Regions from separate parts of the Xenopus tropicalis genome. Here region 1 is linked to region 2. The links are chromatin contacts, called in public Hi-C maps. All regions are on one chromosome and are shown on one strand. Each heading gives the region's core, a stretch centred on a gene start, on an enhancer-like site or on the middle of the called end of the contact. The rest is flanking DNA. Distances are from core to core; before and after follow the strand shown.

Region 1 (5,915 bases), core at 2,017-4,516, 190 kb after region 2:
GAATGAATCCCTGCTGAATGTATCTTTCCATTGTTTCTAAACAACAAATGTGTTTTGTTTTTTTTTTATCATCAAAACATTCAATGCAATTCCATGCAATCAAATTATTTTACTATAAAACATGGGCATTATATATAGGTTACATAAAGCTACAGCAAATAAGAAAATACTTATATTAACCTAAACAGAAAATAATCATGTCACTTAGATCATGTATGCTTTCTGAAGCTCATCCTTTAAAATGACCACACATGGGCAGATTAGATGCCAATTCATTGTCCCATAAATAGAACAAAACTATCACGTTTCCCTAGACAATATGTGATTGGATTTATTTAGACACTAATCAAGCATAGAAGAAAGTCCAATTGTTTGAGAACTATATGTGTCTGTATATATAGACACCCTGCATTGCGATTTTGATCATAATATGGGTGGCTCAGTGGGATAAGTCTGTGCTTGTTTGTTAATCTAGCTAGCTTTACATCTATTTGTCCTTAATATGTAGTTTATTCTTGTATGGCATAAACCAATGCAAATAATCTATATTGTCCTTTTGTGTGCAGTATAGAAATGGCTGTAGTTCCCAGAGTAATGGAGCTTACACAAAGAATATCATGGTAACCGCCTGTAGCAGGGCAGGAACTTCAGGGTTTTTAAGGGAGCCCATTCTGTGAGTTAAAGGGGATGCTAATCTTAAAATTAACTTTTAGTATGTTGTAGATGTTATTCTATTTTAATATAATATGCAGCTGGCATCTATGTATGTTTGATTTATTTAGTAAGGTAGTAGAAGCCCCATTAAGGAAAAAATGTCTCTTTACCTTGTTACTCAATAGGTAAAACATTAGAAATCCTTTTGATTTTTATTTGCATTACGGTCCCCACTACCGTTTTCATTCATGGTATTCACATAAACAGTGTCTTCCTTTAGTAAAAAAAGAGGTTTCTATGTATCTCTTAAATTGCCAAAAAGCTGGCAAAGTTTGAGACAAACACAGGTCGCGTCTCTGAATGTGGCTCAGAAGCAGTAATTCTGAAGCCAAGACAATGTGCTTAAAAGTCTGAGCTAAATTGACAAAAAAATGTATTCTCATAGAGCTTTGATAAGGATAGCATGTATAGGAGGTCTATGTATGTGAAAGAAAAACAAAGAGGGGACAGGAGTGTACTTTAGAATGACATACAAAGTATATTAAGGCCATGCTGCAGTTCAGCAAAACATACATGAAGAAGATATGCCACACTCCTAGTATTTATATGTGCTCTTCAAAGAAAAGCATTTGCCTGTAAAGATTTTTTTCCCCATTTACCACAGGTACTTGGCTTTCCCACCTGTGCTGTTGAAAATCTTGTTATATGAACATTAGAATGTTGATAAAATATAGATCACATTTAAGAAACATTAACACCAAAAAATTAAAATGTTTTAAACAAATTAAACTATAAATGCACTGCTGCCCTTCACTGGTAAAACTGGTTTGTCTGCCTCAAAAAGACTGATCCTGGGTCCAGGCTTGTGCCACACATAAAGACTGCTACGGTTTAGTGGAGTTTAAGGAATAGTAACATTTAAAATGTAACTATAAAGCATTATTGTCCTGCTGAAATACACTGTGTGTTCCTGCACCCGGGCCAAATCAGTGCTTCCAGGAGCAAACACACGCAGCGTATTTCAATCTGAACTTGCTTGAGCATGCAGTTTTGGCCCGCTACATGTGCCTGCGAAGCAATACTTCACTAGCCTAAAATGTAGCTTTCATATTTTGGTGCTACTGTTCCTTTAATTCTTTGTGCATCCAATTTTTCTAAATAAACTTTTACATAAATAAAATGTTTTCAATGTTTTAATAATGTAGGAGGGAAAGTGTCTTCACTCCCATAAAGTGACAGCTCTCCCAGGCCCCAGTAAGTTAAATATACAAGAAATTAACCAAAGGTAGATTTGGATACATAGTTTCCTTTGAGACAGATATAGGGGGCATCACATATGCAGGTGTGTCAAAACAATGAAAAGAAATGCTCTTTTTTATTATTCATGTAGGTTTGCCCTGGTTCCATTAGGTTTAGTTTATTGTAAAATACTTACAGACCATATCTAGATTTGCCAGAGACTGTGCAGAAGTGGGATGATATTGTCCGTAAAGCCTGTAGTGAAGAAACATGTGATATGTAAATTAAAGAGTACCTTGAGACAAGTGAATGTCTGCCTTATGGGAACATGTATGTATGTATGTATATCTTTATTCATAAAGCGCTACTTATGTACGCAGCACTGTACAGTAATACAAACAGGGGATTATTAAGATAATAGATAAATACAAAGTACAACAATAAATACAGATAAATACAGTTGCAATGAGTTAAGAGTCAAAGACACAAGAGGATTGGGGTCCCTGCCCCGTAGAGCTTACAATCTATATGGGAGGGTAACTTACAGACACAAATAGGCAAATATAAGTGCTGTAGGTCACAGTGGGTGACATTACAATATAAGTGCTATTTTCCTTGTCAGGTGCTGGGCGAGTGCTCCAAAAGGTAGTCTTTTAGTTTAGTTTTAAAAAGACTGAGGGAGGATTCTCTCCGAAGGAAATCAGGGAGGGCATTCCTAATGTAAGGGGCAGCAGGGAAAAAAGGTTTAAGGCGGGAAAGTGCAGTAATAGTGGGGGGCACAACCAAGCGGTTGCTTTGCGAGGAACGAAGGAGTCGGCCAGGAACGTACGGAGACACAAGGGAAGAGATGTACTGAGGGGCAGAGGAATGGAGGGCTTTGAAGGTTAAGAGAAGGAGTTTGTAAGATATTCTTTGTTTAATAGGAAGCCACGATAAGGACTTTAGCAGGGGAGGGGCCTGAACTCTCCTGGGTGAGAGGAGGAGAATTCTGGCAGCAGTATTTAGTATAGACTGTAGGGGGGAAAGATGGGAGTTAGGGAGGCCGGTTTGTAACAAATTGCTGGACTGCAAATTGCCAAGTCAAATGAACACCGAGTGATTCATATATATTATTATTATGTTACATTAACTGCATGTCTGTTTTCCATTAATCATCTATAGACTGAAGGGCAACAAATATACCAGCACTTGTGCATGTCCAGCAAAATCTCATACAGTAAGCAGCGTGCAGCAGTAAACTACCGCAGTGATTACCGCAGTGACAGCGATTACCTGGTACCGGAGAAAATTAAATGTGCAATGGTTCAGAAGGACAAATCCCCTTCGCACACTCATGTTGCTAAACCTCTTAGGCTTCCGTATCCCGCATGTCCTTCCAGACTTTCTGACAGTAACTTATTTCCGTGTGCTTACATATTACTGTCGTACGCTACTCTCCTGTGACGTATTTCCGCATTTTAGGCTGTCAAGATTTGTCCCTTCTTTGACGCCGTTTAGTGACGTACATCCGGAGTCTGCGGCCGGCTGAAAGAAGTAGACATGGTGAGTGAGCATCTTTCGTCTATGGGGGCTGGCGAGTTGGCAGCGGGGAATATAGGGGTTGTTTGGCCCTAATGGCATCGTTTGGACAAGAGAGACAGTGCCTGTGTTCTCTGGGCGTCCTTCCGTTCCTCAGTGCCTAAGCCAAAGAATGTGATGCCACCGCCGCTCAGTGACTTGGCTCATTTTTCACAATAGCTTCCTACCTAATAGGAGCCGGGCAGTGCCTTCCTATGTAATAACAGTGGCGCTGGCAGCTGGGGCTAATCGCCCTGGTGTCTCTAAATAAATGTTTGTGCTACTACTGTACCAGCAGTCTATGTAGTTCTATTGTTGCCCATATAGTGTATCACGCAGGTGTGCTTATTAATGCACTGAAATGGAGAAGCATATATTTTAACACAAATCACAACGTGGCTTTTAGAGTATATGATTCAAAAGGGATTTATTGGTATTTATGTTTCCCAGTATGGAATTAAAGCAGCATCATGAAAATAAGTGAGCAATGCACACAAAGCATTAGGTAAACCTGTGCCTAGTTCTTTTTGGCACCATTCATGCTTACTTTAAGCCAATGCTAGTTTTATATGCAAAATGAATCTTTAGCTTATTGCAGCAGAATATAGATTGCATTTCTAAGCCTGAGGCCAAAGACCACTATCAGTGTAGGGCATTTTACTCAGGAACCTGTAATAGACAGAGGAAACATTAGTAATATTAGTTCAGCAGTAATGTGTTACTCACAATAAGTTGGCATGTAGCAAACACACACAGTGTTTAGGAGTAAAGGTGGCCATACACGCTCAGATTTCAGTCTTTGGATGAAGGTTTGGATACCGATCATACTTTTAAATGCAATGATCTAAAACTAACATTCAGACTGAAATTGTATAAAGCCCTAAAAATAATTGCAGACAACAATTGTACAAAAGTGACATCCTGGAAATACATTGTAGGTCCCCCAAGGGGTCCAAAAACTATGTTTCGTACAATTATGTTGGTGCATGTATGGCCAGCTTTACAGGGAATTTGTTAAGCATGCAATCGGTGCTACTCAGGAGAGCCCTAGCCTGGTTTAAATTAACTTTTAGTATAAAATAGAGTGATATTTTGAGAAAGCTTGCAGCTTGTTTAGCAGCTCTCCAGTTTGAAGTTTCAGCAGCTAGTGTCTTATTTTTTGTAGCAACCAGACAGTGATTTGAATAAGAGACTGGAATAAGTAAAGGAGGGGGACTGTACAGGAAGATAAGTAAATAAACTCACAGATCAATAGTTTTTTGCCTGCTGGTGTCAGCAACTCCCATCTGAAAGCTGGAAAGAGGTAGAGGAGGAAGGCAAATACATATATAAAGAATAAATAATGAAGACCAATTGCAGAGTTGCTAGGAATAGACTTTTTTCTAACATACTTAAAGTTATCTTAAGGTAAACCATCCCTTTAAGTGTCTTGTATTTCTAGAGTACCTTAACTTATGATCTAGGTCCTAGAACTGGCAACACCTCATTCACAGGGTCTTAAGTTATGAATTAGGATTTACTGAGGCCCTGTGCCTCCTGCCTGTCCTCATGACCCCTTTATGCCTTGGCTAGATTGAAGCTAAAGTACAAATACACATATATACATATTAAGTACAAATATATAGTACACAGGGAGGAGCACACCCTATACAAGTCCAATTGTTCTTGGCGCAGGTCAAAAACAAAAATATAATAGAAAGAGTGCCGCACACACAGGGACTTGATACAAAAGATAAAGTGTTTTTATTGAAAAAATTCCAACGTTTCCAGGCACAACAAGTGCTCTTCCTTAGGGACAGAGCACTAAATGTGTTCTTCTTCAGGGTCAAACTATATATATATAATATATATATATATATATATATATATATACACACACACATACATACATACATACACACACACACGATAGAATCTCTTTTGCTTCTTTTAGCTCTTCTCGCCCTAACCATGGTGGTTTCTCACCTTACATGATAGAATCCTCATGGATATTAATGTTACGTTTGCTTATTTATTTCTTATTTCCTTTTCTTTCAGGGTCAGAGTCAGAGTGGTGGACATGGCCCAGGAGGTGGCAAAAAAGATGATAAGGTAAGGGCCACATTAGAGTTATCTTATTGGGGTCTGGGCATTTTCTTTTGTTATTTTCTTTGTGCATGAAATTCCCTTACAAGGATGAATTTCTGCTTGCCAACTTGTCTTCAGACATAAAGAATGTTTACAGTGACGTCCTAGCATCACCTCTGAGCTTTTTTTAATGTGTCCCCAGATTTAAATTGATATTAAAGAAATGGATCTTACTTGGGATTTAAAAGGGTAAATTAAAAAAACTGAAAGGGTTTTGCATGTATTTATATATTGTATGTTGTTAATCTGAATGGGTAATACTGTGTATTTGCTTCAGAAGCTCTGTATATAAAAAATAAGCTACTATATAGCCATGGTGGCTGACATTGAAGCTGCAG
Region 2 (6,005 bases), core at 1,371-3,870:
TAATCATTCATATTACAACCCAGCCAGTGAACAAAGATACCTTGAACCTAAACCATACTATACAATGGCAACTCCAGTGCTATTTAATAAATATAAATGTGTTTAATTAATCCCTTTGGACTGCAAACCTGATCATTTAACAAAAGTGCAAAACCATAATATTTAGTTGTTATTATTTGCATAGATTTTAATGTTAAATGTTTCAACAGATCAGGGACAACTAATCTACTATTTCTTACAGCAGAACCAAATTTTCTTTAAGATGAAGTAGGAAGTCCAAGAACTTTACAGTATAATTGATAGCACACATAATATATCAGATCAAGATAATTGTGTAACTGGGGCCCGCAGAACAATCTGTATAGGGCCAGATCCTTAAAACCTTTGGGAACATAATTGTTTAAGGTGACCACACAAGGGCAGATCTCCTATGCTCTCCGTCCATATAGCCAAATGAAAGGAGAGTATATGAATCTGTTTGTGTGGCCACCCTTCTATTATGGAAAGCAGATAGACTTCAAGGCCCAAAATCCATCACAAGGTTAGAGGGGTTGCATTGAAGTCCCCTTAAAGGAAATGTCAAGCACCCCCCAATGATTGTAGTCACTTACCTGAAATCCCTGGCTGGTGCTGCCAAACATTTTGGCAACCCCCCAGTGATTGTAACTTTCCTTCTCCTTTAAAACCCTGATTTTACATTTTCCTGGGGCGACAAAAAATAAACATAAATTCCAGGAAAATGTAAATTTCAGGTTCTTACTCCTGTGCTGGACCTTGGAAAAACTATGACATTTCAGGGAAATTGAAATTTCTGGTTATGTATAACATACCTCCCAACATTTGAAAAATGAAAAGAGGGACAAAAAGATTTGGTGCGCGCAGCGCGGCAAATTTTTTTGACCACGCCCCCTTTTGTGGTCACGCCCCAATTACCACACCCCATTTTAAAAAAAATACCCCTTTTATATAGATCAAATGGCGGGAGCAGACGAAAATGTGCTATACCCTCATACTGAACGACCTAAGGAAAACAATATAGCAACTCCTACATATAAATACAAATATAGAGAGAAGGCAGTCAGTTATAAGTTCTAACTATGTACCAGTTTTTCCCCCCATACACAGTAGCCCCCAATACACAGTAGCCCGCCCCATACGCAGTAGCCCGCCCCATACGCAGTAGCCCGCCCCATACGCAGTAGCCCCCCAATACGCAGTAGCCCCCTATCACAGCACCTCCCATAGGCGCTCCGCCTTCGTTATGCCTCTCCTTGCGCTGCGCGAAGTCTCTTTTATAAGGTTGCGCCCGTGCGTAATGACGTCACACCCACAGGCGCAACCTTATAAAAGGGACTGTCGCGCAGCGCAACTAGAGGCATAACGAAGCAGCCGACGAAGCGTGAACATCCGGCACAGCAAGCGCATCCCGCTGTGCCGGATAGTTCCATGAATGTTCCGCAATGCGGGACATTCATGGAACTATCCGGGACAGCGGGATACGCCATAAAAAGCGGGACTGTCCCGCGAAAAGCGGGCCATTATGTACCTAAAATACCAGTTCCTATAAGGAATCTCAGTCTGGACCTGGCTGCATTACATTGTATGCATAAGGGAGCTGGGATAGACTATAACGGTTCCCTTTTAGTTTGTGGAACCAGGTAAACCTGTGTAAAGAATAAAATACATTTTTAGTAGTTCATGAAAGTTAGTGATCGTGTTTTTATACATAGGTCTAACTGAATGAGCTCATGCCAAAAAGGGGTTTAATCACTCACTCTCAGAAACGTTTTTTTGTCATTGTCGCTGACTTGCGGCTTGGAACAGAGAGAGTTGCTCGCAGCAGAAAACATCGCGGCTCCTATAACATTCGCCGCCAGGTAGAGCAGGGTCTCTCACAGCGCTGCCATGACTACCACGATATCAAAACTGTCCGCGGAAAACGAGACTGAACTCGGATTGGCAGCAGTCTAACAAATTAAGAGGCGGGGGAATTACTATTGGCTAGATGACCAGGAAGTATCCTAAGGCCCCTCCCCAAAGGGGGTGAGGGCGGTGAAGCTGTAAGGAATTATACAAAACTTGCAGTGCGTTTTACATAAAAAGGATTTATTCACGTAAATAGGCACTTATGCACGAAAGAGCCGAATCTTTAACGGAAACGTTAAAATGTTGCATAAGCCATTTGTCTGTTCTAATAGTTAATGATTTGAACGTGTGTCCCTAGTGCAAACAATATAGGGAGGTAAGAAAGGGCTACGTGTTTTAATTTATCTAATATCCCCAAGATAAATTGATGGCATGCCATCTTTTACCATCCAGATTTACTATGTAACCATGCAAAATTTGTTGCGCGCAGGCTCACAGTTTAGCATCTGTATTGGTAACTGTGTGACAATTAATGAGTTTATTACTTCAAAAAGATAAAGCTGAGTTACACTTTTCCTAACACGCAACCATTACTCTGGGCTGCGTCTCAGATTTGGAACCGAACTGTCAATAACAAGTCAGCCAAGTTCCAAGTTGCTTTAATGCGCTGGGCGCTCTTCAGATGACGCACATTTTCACTCGCCCAATTAGAAAGACGGACAGAAGCAGCGCAGGTCAGTGACGCTACCAGTCTCTTACACATGTGCGAGTCAGCTGCAGAATGGACAGGTGATGTGTTCTTGTATTGTGTTTTGCTTCCTCTGTAGGAATTGCTCGTAGTGTGTGCCGGGGTGATGAAATATCAGTATTATATGGGCAGCCATTCACACAGAGAAAGGCTTAGTAGGTTTCAGTGTTAGGGTTGTTATGGGAAGTCTGTTGTCTTGTACAATATGTGAGGTAATAAGCGGGTCTGGTTTATTGTGTGTGCTTTAGGGAAGCAGAATGCCGGTCCGTTGTTGCGTATAAAAGTGGGACAAGTGTTTTGCAGACTAGATAAGTATGGGAAGATGAGGGTGGGTACCAGTAAGTGCATTGTAGTAAGACAAGTATTTTAGAGCAGTGTGGATTAATGAGACACGGGGTGCTGAAACAGTGAATGTTACAGGACACACGGGGCAGGCTCAGTATCTGTTATATCTGATACATTTGATTTTCCTTCTGCCATTGGACCGGTCTGTTCTTGTTTACATTAAATTACATTTAATTTGTTAGCATTTTCCTCTATTGAATAAAAAAGGACATTATTCTGTGCAAAATACCCTCCTGTGAATAAGAAACAGGCACAGAACTGCTTCAAGTTAGGTTGGGGGGCAGATTTATCAAAATGTGAATTTAGAACTTAGTACATAAAAACTCACCCACGTTCTATTCATTCCTATGGGATTTTGAGAAGTGTATTTATCAAATGGTGGACTCTAACTTTCACCCATCGATAAATACACTTCTAAAAATCCCATAGGAATGAATAGAACGTGGGTGAGTTTTTATGTACTAAGCTCTAAACTCACATTTTGAAAAATCTGCCCCTGGGTGTTGCTGTCTCTGTAAGAAAAGTGCTAATGCTTCTTTCATTTGAGTGGAAATTGTAAACAATACTAACCATAAGACTCTTGATTCAAATATTTTACTCTAATAGGGTATGAAATTACTCCAGTATTAGGGGCTGGTTCATCAAAGTACGAGTTCGAATCCCAAAATGGGTAAAATTCAGAATAGATATGATAATTTCTGATGATTGGAAATGTCACGAAAATGCTTACGTAAAAATCGTATTAGTCACAATAATATCGTATTGGCGATCTGAAAGTCACAAAATTTTCGTATCTGAACGATCTTAAACGGCGGGAAAACCTTTCTGTCTTTGATCCTTCTGTGTATGTTTTTGGAAGCCTCCTATAGGACTCAATGGCACTCTGCAGCTCCAACCTGGCCCATGGAAAGTCACGATACCGAAGCTTGAATGAATCTGAAACTTTCCTACTTGTTGCGACAAATAAGATTTTGACGCACAGTATGAAAAATTTGCGCAAATTAGAGAAAAAAAACAGCGACAATACGCACAGTACGAAAATACCATTTTTTGGATTTTCGTATCCGAACGAAAATACTTTGGTAAATGGGCCCCTTAGTGTACAAACACTTGTAATTGCCTCAATAGCACTTTCATACATAAGAGCTTATTTGCAAGCACAAGTCAAGTGTGCGATTTTGTACACAAGTTGAAATGTCCACTTTGCAGTGTTATTGTGGCCGTAGAGTAGGGGTTTGCTTAATGCAATTGTGGATGATGCGCGAAAATGTCTTCATGAATCAGACACAATTTTTCTGAAAATCATCATTGTTTGGATGTCATTATTTGCATCCAAATTTCTGTCAAAATGATATCTGTGCCTGATTACTTAGGCACAGGTTTGCTGCGTCTATTAACAAAAGCCCCTGTGGAAACCCTTAAGCTACCACAGCTTTTGAGATGGTGATAGATCCTAGATTCCCCTGCATGAATGGACTAGATAACTATGCAGGATGCAAGGAGTGGCTTTGGGTGTAAGTACTTTTAAAGAATGGTGTCAGTTCATGAAACAACCACCTACAGCAAATGACCCAAATTGTCTGACCTATTGAAGCATCACTAATGAGTTTAAAAATAGGTTTCCTGGTGCATGCAGATATAACAGATGCATAAAATGTAACATATATATGTATATGATAAGTTTTACATAAAAAGTAAAATTTCAGTGTTTTGTCATTAAGAACTTTTTTTCCCATCATGTATCATGGACCATGTTAAAACAAAAGGGCATGATGGCCGTCAAGTTAAACTTGACTCAAATAAATTATTGTTTCACCTAATATACCAGCCTCCACATGTCTGTTTCAATTTGTTAGCCCCCTGCATAGATTTTAATTCACAAGTTTTTGACCTCTTCTCATGTACATTAGTCTGTGTCACTCTTCCCAGTTCATCACTCTCTGTATTACTCTTCCCAGACCCGCTATGTCTGTTTCCCCAGTACATCAGTCTTATGCATTTTCATTTCCACTGCATCAGTTTCTGCATCACTATCCTGCCCCAAATTAATTACACCATGCTATTGTTTTCCCCAATCATATTATTCTTTGTATTTTGCTTACCCGGATCCCAGATTTGCTTCCTTTATCTTTCTTTGTAAATATATCATCATCTGCATCTCTCTCTACCAAGATTGCAGATGCCACTTTTCTGCCTAGCCATAGCTTTTAAAAAAAAGTTTCCATTGCTATCATGTATCATTGAGTTTCCTAAAAGGTTCCTGACATGAAATATACATTTAGAATTAAGTAAAATGAAATATTGACAAAGTGAATTTTTTCAGTTTGTTGCAGTTTTTCTTTCTAAGCCTGTTCTGTGAAAGAGTCTTTTTCTCTCTCTGCTTTTTGTATAAAGCAGACATCTTTAAGCCTCCCTTTATAGGAAATCCTCCATCTTTCCACTGTTTTGTTACTGTACTGGCCTATGAATAGCAGAGTATCTGCCCCAAGCCCAGTGCTTTGATAAGTAAACATAATTAGTATCTTCAGCTTATGGTGTTATAAGTTATCCAACACTTGGACAATACTTATAGCAATATATCACTGTTTTGCAATTTGCACAGTCACTTTTTGTGAACCCCTGACTAGCAGCTATCACTTGACTAGCAGCAATCACTTTAAAACGATATATACAAGTAAATTGCAAAATGCTTTAATTTAGGCCAGGGGATCAGTTAGCATGTAAAATGTTATTCATTTTTACACTTACCTGTTCCACTAACATACTGGAGCAGAGTATTGTATATTACTCACTAGCAATGTTCCCTTCAATTCTTTCTTGGCTATGTGAGAAAGAAAATCTTTTGTGTGCACATTTTAAATTTGTTTACGGATTTTTAAAAACTGCAAGAATAAATGTAACATTTTGTGCACACCACAATTTGATGTGTGTGCTGACCTCAAAATTAGTGTGTGCAGCGTATTGTGCTCACTAGTATAGGGTAGCAAAAGAGTCATATTCACCTTTGGAAGGAAGCACCAGAACTGCACACATTATAGCTTTGAAA

Evidence for each region. Hi-C and Micro-C count contacts between places; a contact is called where the count stands out from the background.
Region 1: a contact with region 2 is called in a Hi-C map of neurula embryo, with 1.7 times the contacts expected there. The contact joins the promoter of mrps10 here to the promoter of tdp1 in region 2. A contact is called at or near these places in 2 of 5 Hi-C or Micro-C datasets (brain and neurula embryo).

The regions. Positions count from the first base shown.
Region 1 is chr8:86,698,928-86,704,842 of UCB_Xtro_10.0, forward strand. It overlaps mrps10 (mitochondrial ribosomal protein S10), which reads right to left and starts at 3,267. Exons shown (of 8, transcript NM_001016991.2): 1 at 3,166-3,267; 2 at 2,090-2,148; 3 at 1-36. The coding sequence starts at 3,228. psmc1 (proteasome 26S subunit, ATPase 1) reads left to right here and starts at 3,360. Exons shown (of 11, transcript NM_001045689.2): 1 at 3,360-3,435; 2 at 5,488-5,541. The coding sequence starts at 3,433.
Region 2 is chr8:86,507,780-86,513,784 of UCB_Xtro_10.0, forward strand. It overlaps tdp1 (tyrosyl-DNA phosphodiesterase 1), which reads left to right and starts at 2,621. Exons shown (of 16, transcript NM_001045777.1): 1 at 2,621-2,655. The coding sequence starts at 2,648. It overlaps efcab11 (EF-hand calcium binding domain 11), which reads right to left and starts at 1,922. Exons shown (of 6, transcript NM_001113812.1): 1 at 1,776-1,922. The coding sequence starts at 1,850.